Regions from separate parts of the Zea mays genome. Here region 2 is linked to region 1. Evidence: chromatin contacts called from public Hi-C data. All regions are on one chromosome and are shown on one strand. The core of a region is the stretch at or near the end of the contact, and the rest is flanking DNA. Distances in the headings are between cores, read along the strand shown. Region 1 overlaps LOC100285069 (endoglucanase 1). Region 2 holds the start of LOC103627701 (DExH-box ATP-dependent RNA helicase DExH15 chloroplastic).

What was found. Hi-C and Micro-C count contacts between places; a contact is called where the count stands out from the background.
Region 2: a contact with region 1 is called in a Hi-C map of leaf, with 4 times the contacts expected there. The contact joins the promoter of LOC103627701 here to the enhancer-like site in region 1. A contact is called at or near these places in 9 of 25 Hi-C or Micro-C datasets (bundle sheath, ear, leaf and 2 more).

Annotation. Positions count from the first base shown.
Region 1 is chr5:213,784,484-213,789,784 of Zm-B73-REFERENCE-NAM-5.0, forward strand. LOC100285069 (endoglucanase 1) reads left to right here. Exons shown (of 5, transcript NM_001157964.2): 4 at 21-275; 5 at 381-1,286. The coding sequence ends at 1,088. LOC103627697 (dynamin-2A) reads right to left here. Exons shown (of 22, transcript XM_008647997.2): 21 at 2,676-2,842; 22 at 1,712-2,408. The coding sequence ends at 2,188. Among protein-coding and RNA genes, the nearest start is that of LOC100285069, 4.9 kb to the left of the region's middle. Within about 2 kb of position 1,733, at least 12 of the 20 cell types and tissues checked have an H3K27ac peak or open chromatin away from gene starts, as enhancers often do. A contact at or near this core is called in ear, leaf, seedling and 1 more, where this site is marked.
Region 2 is chr5:213,926,397-213,931,740 of Zm-B73-REFERENCE-NAM-5.0, forward strand. LOC103627701 (DExH-box ATP-dependent RNA helicase DExH15 chloroplastic) reads left to right here and starts at 3,968. Exons shown (of 16, transcript XM_008648000.3): 1 at 3,968-4,596. The coding sequence starts at 4,087.

The DNA.
Region 1 (5,301 bases), core at 483-2,982:
CTCTTTTGGTGTCCCTGCAGCTGTTCGAGTTCGCCGACAAGTACAGGGGCAAATACGACAGCAGCATCGCTGAGGTGAAGAGCTACTACGCGTCCGTGAGCGGGTACAAGGACGAGCTCCTGTGGGCCGCCCTGTGGCTCCACCGCGCCACCGGCAGGGCTGACTACCTCGACTACGTCGTCGACAATGCCGACAGCTTCGGCGGCACCGGCTGGGCCATCAACGAGTTCAGCTGGGACGTCAAGTACGCCGGCGTCCAGATCCTAGCAGCAAGGGTAAGGCATAAGTGACAATAATGCCAGCAACCCAGCACACACAAATTATTAAAAGAGTCGATCGCGGGACTGACTCACTGACACGTGCGTCCGTACTTGTTTCAGTTGCTGCTGAGAGGGGAGCACGCGACGCGCCACCGGAGCACGCTGGAGCGGTACAGGGCCAAGGCGGAGCGCTACGTGTGCGCGTGCCTGGGCCGGAACACGGAAGGCGGCGCGGACGCCAACGTGGAGCGCAGCCCCGGCGGGATGCTCTACGTCCGGCAGTGGAACAACATGCAGTACGTGACCAGCGCCGCGTTCCTGCTCTCCGCCTACTCCGACTACCTGGCCGAGGCCGGCGTCCGGACCGTGTCGTGCGCGGGCGGCGAGACCGTGGCGGCCCGGGAGGTGGCCGCGCTCGCCAGGGCGCAGGTGGACTACGTGCTCGGCACCAACCCCAGGGGCGTCAGCTACCTCGTCGGCTACGGCCCCAAGTACCCCAGCCGGGTGCACCACCGCGCCGCGTCCATCGTGCCGTACAAGCACAGCAAGGAGTTCATCGGCTGCACGCAGGGCTTCGACCACTGGTTCGGCCGCCGGAGCTCCAACCCCAACGTGCTCGTCGGCGCCATCGTCGGCGGGCCGGACCGGCGGGACAGGTTCAGGGACAACCGGGAGAACTACATGCAGACGGAGGCCTGCACGTACAACACGGCCCCGATGGTCGGCATGTTCGCCAAGCTGCACCGGTTGGCGCGGCAGGAGCGGGAACAGGGGCCGACGCCGGCGCCGGCGCCGGCGCCCGTCACGTCTGCAGCGGCCGATGTGTAAATAGATAGGAATGTAGAGGGGGGGCTGTACAATTTTCCCCATTCTTTGGTTCATTTTTTGTTGGGCTCTGAATTTCATTTTACACAGATCCAGGTTATTGTATACAAAAGAAAAGGTAGAGGCATCGACATGTGCAAATGTAAATCCACTACCAGTACATACGAGGGAAAGAAATGGCATTCTTAACTTATTGGTCGTTCTTGTCTGTACCTTTCCGTCGGAGATTCTTCATTCGTGCAGTCCAGCTTGACAAAGAGCACGTTATCTTCGGCTAACCGGGCGCTGCCGAGTTTTCAATGCCAATCTGGCACCATAAGGTCACTAGACCAGCTGCATAACACGAAGCACAGGCATAAAACACATGGTTAGACCTCAAAAGAATGGAAATAATGATGCTTTCACATGATTGCTGTCCTTTCTCTAAGAGCAGCAACATAAAACAACAAATCTTGGTCCGCCTTTGATACAGCTTTCTTAATCATATATATAGTAAACTAGGAAACAGTGAAGCGAGATCACCTGCTCTTGCGTCCGAAGAATCGCAATCGAAGCTACACAAAATATTATGCCACAGTTCAGATGCCCCATTACCCACATAGAGCCCAATATGAACATGTGGGCCGTATCAACAAGCATGTGTGTACTCCAGCCCAATAATGAATTGTACAATATAATCATACAGCAGTATGGCACAACCACTGAACATGTGGTTCAGTCTAAAAGAATGGGAAGAACAACGATACATGACTGTGTGTAAAGAATACATTTGCCAGTTTGATGGGGAGACTTACAGAAGAAGCGTACAAAACCAAAATTAACTGATCCGTGGCAACAAAATCCCACTGGCAATGAGGATCCAAAAGATCAAATACACCAAAACGATCGGGAAATGACAATCATCAATGACCTATATGATTCTAATTTTCTATAAACAACTTTGGTTCTCTTGATACACACCGTCCATCCAAATCTTCCAGTAAGCTTTCCGTTCTCCGGTCCCATATGTTTTCTTCCACCAATAACCAGTATCAGTAGAGGATGAGAACCTGGCAAGAGCATATGATGATGATTGGTCACAGGTAATGATCAATCAACATACTTAGTATCTCCCCCCATTTGGTGGTGCCGGTGGCAACCGGTTAGGTGTGCGTCGGCTGCCAGAGTTGGCATCCCCGTTTTCATGGCGCCGGCCTCGACTGTCAGCACTTTTTGACCTTGTCTCATGCTGTGAACTGGACCGGTCAACAGAGCCATTTGTTGCTGAGTCGAAGGCAGACTTCCAATCCTCACCAGAGTGGCCAGGAGACCGGGGGCTACCCTCTGCAAGTACATTTATGTCCACACGAGGTTAGGCTCCTCAATTAATACCCAAAAGGCAAAAAAAAAAAAAAACTACAATAAATGGAAAGTACAACTGGTCCACATATTTACAACAAGCAATATCGATCTAGGTATCTAACTAGTTAGCTGGGGTTCTAGAAACTGCACGTGAACTTATGAACTAAGCATCATACTGTTACTAGCTCATTATACTACACATTTGTGGACTACAATGAAAAATGTTCTTGTTTGAAGTATAGAACTTACCAGCTCCAGAACTATCGTTCCCATATGAAGCTGCTCTATTGTCATGAATGCTGAGTTGGCGAGTGAGCTTTGACAAGAGGGATGATTGTTTTTGGTATTTTTCCCGCCTACGTTTAGCATTGTGGTCCTCTTGGAGTAGCTCTTCGATCTTTGCATTGCTTTGTGCACTAGAAGTGAGAAAATGTAATTGACTCAGCAATGAATTATTAAGATGAAATAACACTGGAACAAAACATTTTCTTCTAAGTACTTTAAAATACTAGTAACACCTTTCAACAGTCACCATACAGGAGCACGAAGTGCAACAAAAGGAAAAGGTGAAGTGCACAAGTAAAAGAAGACTGCAGTTTTAACAGACTTCTGGAACAAACAACAAGAAGAATACTTCTGGAACAAAGTTTGCAAATATTCAAAAGAGTGAATATTCATCTACAATCAGATCCAGAGGGATTAGGGGTTTATGGAACAAGATTGACATTGAAGATTGAACTTAGCAGATGTGGTTCAAGATATGTAGTTAGGCAGTTGAAAGTTGAATTTCAATTCAATTTGCATAAAAACACTAGCCTTAAGCAAACAAGGGCACATTGTGAGTGAAAAGAAGCAAACAAATGATAAAGCAGCATGAGAAATACTAGAAATATACTATGCCTGCACGTATGTGATGCATACAAGTTGTAATTGTAAGAATACCAAAGACGTAAGTGTTAAAGTGTGAGAAACAGTTAATGACATATCAGTTTGCAGAACTCAAGCATGAATAGAGGCACTACTTGTTAGACTAATTGTGTGTGTGCACTATGGGCCTAGAGACCAGCCCATTAAGGGTAGACTGTATGTAATACTTGTAATACGGTAGCCCATCTATCAATTAGGGTTTTCATTCACTCCAACATGGCATCAGAGCATTTCTTCTTCCCCTCTCCTCCCCTAGCTGCCGCTGCTAGGGAGTACAGATTGGTGGCCGTCAGGGGCAAAGGGGTGGGCCATGAGGATGGTGGCCCAGGGGACGCTCCATGTGGCCCGGCCTGGGGTGGACCTTCACCTGCCCACCCCAGCCCCAGCCGTGAGCCGGCTCACCTAAAGATGCCCGACCTAGGGTATCCTCTCAGCCCACTCCCCTCTGCGCCACCGGCACCTCTGCCACTGCTCCTGCCTCTACCACCACACTCAACTCCCTCCTAGAACCCATGCCCTGGTGGGTGAGATCAGCCATATGTTACTAGCTCGTTCAGCACGATGACCCTAACCCCTCCCGCCATCACCAACTGGGTTACCGACTTCGGCGCCTCCTACCACACCACTCCGGATGTCGGTATACTCTCCCCTTCCCACCTACCTCTTCCATCTCACCCTTCTTCTATCATTGTGAGCGGAATATTCTCCCAATCACCTTTGTAGGTGATTCAGTCCTTCCCAAGCCCTTTCATCTCCGCAATGTTCCTGCCGCCCCGCCATATCATTCAAAGCCATCTATTCGTTTGCCAGTTACCAATAACTCTTGCTCTAATGAGTTTCATCCTTTTGACTTGTCTGTGAAGGATCTCGCTACCCATAGCCTCCTCGTCAGATGCGATAGCTCTAGACCCCTATACACCCTGCGACCATTCCTCAACCTACCGCTTTCGCTACACCACCGACCTCGTCCTCGCCACAGCCACACACCCTGACTACTACCACTACATCCAGCAATTGGCATCGTCGACTGATCATCCTAGCCCTGACGTGTTGTCCAAGTTGTGTAGTAGTTCAATCATCTCTTGTACTAGGGGCACTTCTGAGCATCTATGTGATGCATGTCAGCTAGGTCGTCATGTTCGACTTTCTTTTCCTAGCTCCTCTCAGGATGTGCATATTTTTTCTCATACACAATGATTTGTGGACCTCTCCTATTCTCAGTGTTTCGGGTTATAAGTACTACCTATTGGTTCTTGATGATTGCTCTCATTATTCGTGGGCTTCCCTGTGCTTGAAATATGATACGTTTCTGACTCTCCTGCAGGTCTTCGGTTGGGTTTCCACTCAGTTTGGTCACACCATTAAGACCGTCCAATGTGACAATGGTCAGGAGTTCGATAACTCTCGGTCGTTCTCCTCCTCCTATGGTGTACAGCTCTGGATGTCCTGCCCTCACACTTCCTCCTAGAATGGTAAGGTTGAGCGTCTGATACACACTAATAACATCTTGCGCTCCTTGCTCTTCCAGGTTTCTGTTCTTGCTTGCTACTAGGTTGAGAGCCTCCACAACGCCACCTACCTACTTAATCGCCTTCCCTACCAAGGCGATTAGCGCACCCACACCCCACACTTTACTCTCTTTGGCACCCCTCCATCCTACGACCATCTTTGTGTCTGCATGTGCATGCTACCCTAATCTTTCTGCCACCGCTCCCCATAAGCTTGCCCCGCACTCTTCCCTCTAATCATTGTGTCTTCCTTGGTTACTCCCCTGATTACAAGGCGTACCAGTGCCTTAATCTTACCACTCATCGTCTTTTGATCTCCCATCACGTTGTTTTCGCCAAGACGAACTTCACATTCTCGTCACCCTCGAGCTCCACCATCGATTGCACCGTCAAGTTAGACTTTGTTCTTCAAACTGACCCTATGGCACCCTCTGCTCAAC
Region 2 (5,344 bases), core at 2,718-5,217, 140 kb after region 1:
ACGTGCAAAATACGGATACAACACCTTTTACGATATTCGTTAGAGTTGGTCTTATCCTCTAGACCCCACTCTTCAACGTCCTCCGACGCCTCATCATCTTGCTTGTCATCGACCACCACATATTAAACCGTCTTTTCGCTCTACAGAATAATAGAAATTATTTCGATAATTGAATTAAATAAATTAGTGTAATTATTAAAACATACCTCATGTCTTTGAAAAGCAACACGCTTGGGGATGGCAGCGGGTCGTGTTGTGTTGGGGTATGATAATACCCGACCCGATATTATACCCGACCCTTATACAAATATCCATACCCACCAAGTCAATCGGATAAAAAATGGACCCGTACCCATCGGGTATCCGTCGGGTATCGGGTATCCGGTGGATATGCTACTGTAAAATATAAATCTGCATGTAAATTGATGAGCAACACAGTTTATGACAGATGAGAGTTAATGAACAACATCACAACACGTGAAATTGATAAGCAACATCACCAATTTACAAATCATAGTACAGTTCATGACTAGTACACGGGCAGGTGCAGCTCAGGAACGGCGCAGGCGCGCAGCTCGGGCCTCAGGGACGGCGCATGCGCAGCTCGGGCCTCGGGGACGGCGGACGGCACAGGCACGTAGGGCGCAGCTCGGGGACGACGCAGCTCGAGGACGGAGACGACGGACGGCGCAGCTCGGGCCTCGGGGACGGCGGACGGCGCAGGCGCGCAGGGCGCAGCTCGGGGACGGGGACGCAGGACGCCGCAGGGCGCAGCTCGGGGCAGACGGGACCGCGGGAGCGGCCGAGCGGGGCAGCGGGCGGGGCGCCTGCGCGGCTGGCAGTGGCGGCTGGGAACTGGGAACTGGGATTTGGGAATTAGGGTGGTGGGTGGCGGCTGCCGAGTGTCGGTTAGGCGCAGGGTGCTGGTGGGTGGGCGACCGGGAACTTAGGGTTAGTCGGTTCACCGCTTTGGGTTTTTTCTTTGCTTTATGAGCCAAAAACACAACATGTAAAATTGTGAATTAATCTTTCGGGTATCCAGTGGATATCCATGGGTAAAATATACTATTCGTACCCTACCCGACGTATTTCGGATACCTGACCCGATAGGATCCATGGGTGAGTTTTCCAACCCGTATCCATATCCACCGGGTACGAAATCCGCGGGTATCCATACCCACGGGTCCAATTGCCATCCCTACACGCCCCGCTAAGTCCGAGTCAATGTGCCTCAACGTGCTTTTCACCCTATTTCCTTTCTGTGCGCATCAGGGTGTCGCTTGATCCAGCTTCAAGTGGACAACCATGTTTGCGTCGGAACTCTGAGACGACTACACAATACAATCTTTAGACATTAAATCATAAATGCAGCTATAAGACAACATGTATAGATAGTCGTGAATAGACATACACTTCGCAAAGAGCTCGTCTCTTTTATTCTTTTTCAAATAACCTCTCAAAGACCCCTCAAGAGACCTCATATTAAGGGTTGTACATGCCCTTAGGCTTTGTTCGTTTATCCAGGAATGGACCAAGAATCATTCCAGTTGATCAAAACTTATATAAATTAGAGAAACAATCCGGCTAGAAATTGTTTCATGCCTCCGTTCTGGAAGAAACAGACGACCCCTTACAGTGGTTCCTTTAACCCTGGCTTCTCTCTAAGGTCTTGTTTGGATACTCATATTCATCTCAATCCACACATATTGAAGTGGATTGATGCGTAACCTAAACTAATTTACACCATAATCCACCTCAATGCATATAGATTAAGGTGAATACAAGAGTATCCAAATAAGGTTTAAGGACGAAAAGACCGGCTTGGTGTTTGGTACCGCTCCAGTTTCCATCTTTAGCGTGGAGCTCTAGTTTATAATATAAATTTAAATATTTTAAAAATATTTTTAATCTAAATAATAAATAAAATAATTTATCTAAATGTCCTTTTAAAAGTTCACAACCTTATCTTTATGATTTTCTAACATAATAACCTACTATATCAACCTCATCAACCTTAGCTTCCTCTTTTCAGGTACCTTTCACCAGTGGCAGACCCATTAAAGGGACAGAGGGTCAACCAGGACTAGCGCACCCCTACATGCTGCTGGTCCTTCGTACCACCTAACAAAAATATTTAGAAGCCTTAATGATAATATAATCAGCAAACATTCTTAAACCATGATTAATCGTAGAATGCATACTACCGGCTGTTACTACTCATGGCTAGTAAGTAGTAACTTAGCGTCATGTTACATAATGTTTTATTACTATTAAAGTGTTATATATGCTATTTTTTGTTACACTAACATCTCTTTAATTTTAGTCCCACGTTCGTCACTGTCTTTGACCAAACGTGTCATCAAAATATTTTGGCGCGTTGTTAGGAAGGATAATATAAACGATTAACCCATTCTATTGTCATTATAATACCCTGAACATGCCGCTTCACCGTATTGGTACTTCGAATGCGATATACTGCAAGATGATATTTCTCACCATATTGGTACTTCGAATGCGATATACTCCAGGATGATACTTTGAAGACATGTCCTCTTCCTTCTGGTATAAGTATAACCACACCCGTGAGGCTTTATTTGTGTATTCTAGTATTGGCTATAATTCACGTGTGCTATAATAGATTGTGGTGTAAATTAGTTTAAGTTATATCTCAATCCAACTTAATATACATGCATTGATTTTAATATTAGAGTACCAAAACTAGGTCTGAGTGAGCTCCTCATGCACAAGATATACGATCTGCCGTTTTTATCCCTTCTCTCTGGTTCCAGATTCAAGTGCGCACACGCTAGTGCTCTCCTCCTCCCTCATGTCCGAGCACCGTCGCCTCCGCCATAACCCCGTTCCCTTCGTCGCCCCCGCATCCCACTGTCCCTAAACAGTAAGAAGTGAGCTTACTGTCGAAGTCGTAGCGGCCGACGGTGCGGAGGTCATCCTCGTACATGGCAAGCAGGCGGCCATTGAAGTAGACGAGTCCGGCGTTGGCGACACCCATGCCGCGGGACGGGTAGACGAGGCCGCACAGCCTGCGCGACCCCGGAGTGGCCGTGCAGCTCGCTGAGGGCTTGGGGGAACACGAGTACACGACTCACCTCAGCGCACACGCTCCTGTCGGAGCTTGACCGTCTCGATGAAGCGACACGCGTACGACTCGGCAGTGGTGTTGCAAAGCGACAGAGCATGTAGCTTGAACGCACCATCTCACTCATGGGGCACGACTAATACGCAAACAACTACTAGATGTAAGCATGCAAACAGATATTTTAATCCGTTAAATATAGATCCAATAGTATGTTATATTTATCGCTTAAACTTTTCACCACCACCTGGTATAGCTTTATAAAAACCCTTAACAAACCACAATTTGTATTTATCATTGTATATAGATCTAACAGACTAAAAAATTGCTTACACGTTTACACCTAGTACTTGCTTGTATATTAGTCGTTGCCCTCACTCATGAGTAGAGATGGACAAACGGGCTGCCCGGCCCGTTTTGGGCCTAGCCCGCCAGGCACGGTTAAAAAAACGGGCCGGAAGGCCGTGGACTCATTTCCCCGTCCGAGCCTGGTCCACAGCGGGCCTAAACGGGCCGGGCCAAACCGGTAAGCACGAAAAAAACGGGATGGTAAGCACGGTTTAGTGCAAAAAAGCGGGCTTAGATGTAAACAGACCGTGCTGAGCTAGCCCACCGTGTTTAGTTTCCTGTCCGAGCTCGGTCCGAGCCCGCATAGAACCGGACCATGCCGGGCTCGGATCAGACCTAAACAGTGGGCTTCGTGCCACTAGCGGACCTCGTGCTTATTGTCCATCTATACTCATGGTCATGGTTATTCCAAACGAAAGAGAAACCAATGTACCATTCTGATCGTGTATCTTATTTGGAGTACCAATGTGGCGAAGCAGCATGTTGGGGTATTATAATGGCAAACAACTCCTTTGACGTATTATGTGCTGCCATCTGAACTTTAAAACAAAGAAATCCGAAACTTTATCTCGTTTCCTCCCCGCCTCTCCCCCTCCCCGGCTCTAAGGGCTCTTCTACACCGAAGCACCGCACCTCCCGCCATGCACTGCATCGCCCCCCGCCTGCTCCTCCTCCCGCTCCCGACCGTCTCCCGCCACGCGCTATCGCCAACCCAGACGCCACCTCTTCCTCCCCTCCTCCCCTCCCGCGCCTGTAAGTTCCACCTCGCCTCGGCGCGCTCGCCGTCCCGCGCCGCCGCTTCGGTTTCCGGCGACGACGAGGATGAGGAGGTTGACGTGGATGACGACGAGGACGACGAGACAACCATCCGCAACGTAGACGATGAATACGACGACGATTTCGAGGACGGGGATGAGGGAGATGAGGGCGATGAGGAGGCGGTGGACGAGGAGAGCGGTGGTGAGTACGAGGAAGAGGCGGGGGAGGACGAGGACAAGCGGGAGGATACCGCAGCGCGGAGGCGGGACTCGGAGGAGTATAAGTCGCGGCGGGTGGCGAAGCTGGTCGCCGAGGTGCGGGAGTTCGGGGAGGACGTCATCGACTACAACGAGCTCGCCGGGATCTACGACTTCCCCATCGACAAGTTTCAGGTATCGTTTTGGTTCCTGACTCGGTGGGCTAGCCCTGATTCTATTTGTTGAACTGTGCAACTCCATCCAATGCTGGGTCGGTAAAGTTAAATGTAGTTTTGATATTTTTGTGGAAGATCTCTCACACGTGTAATTCGTATTTTGTAACGATAAGGTAAAGGTAGTTCTTCTCTGCAGGCCTGCAGCACACTATCTAATTTAGGGGTGTTTGGTTTGTAGGTACTAATTTTTAGATTATATTTCATTTTAGTCTCTAAATTGTCAAATACAAAAACTAAAATTGAGTTTTAATTTCGGTATCTGGTAACTCAGGGACTAAAATGGAATAAAATTGTAGGACTAAAAATTAGTCCATAGAAACCAAACACTCCTTAAGCACTCAAATTTGTGTTCCAAAGAAAGAAATTCCTAATTTGGGTGGATCTACTTCTTTTCGAGCCATTCCTTGGGTGTTTTTTTGGCAATATGTTTTTTTGGGAGAGGGGCTTGTCTACATGGTAATATTGTTTTTTTTGTGGGTGGGGGGGTCAGATGGGACCATGGCGGTCTCATTGTTCCATCACCTTTCCCGGGAACAAAACTTTCACTATTTTGACTGATTTCTGATGACATTGTTTGGGACAAGCTACTCTTGGGATGTTTTGTGAGCGCATAGTAGGCGTGCGAGTTGAATGTGAGCGCGCACAAAAAGTTGTTTCCAGCAGAGCGCACATGCGGATGCGCATATAGACCCGTAGAGGGGTGAGAA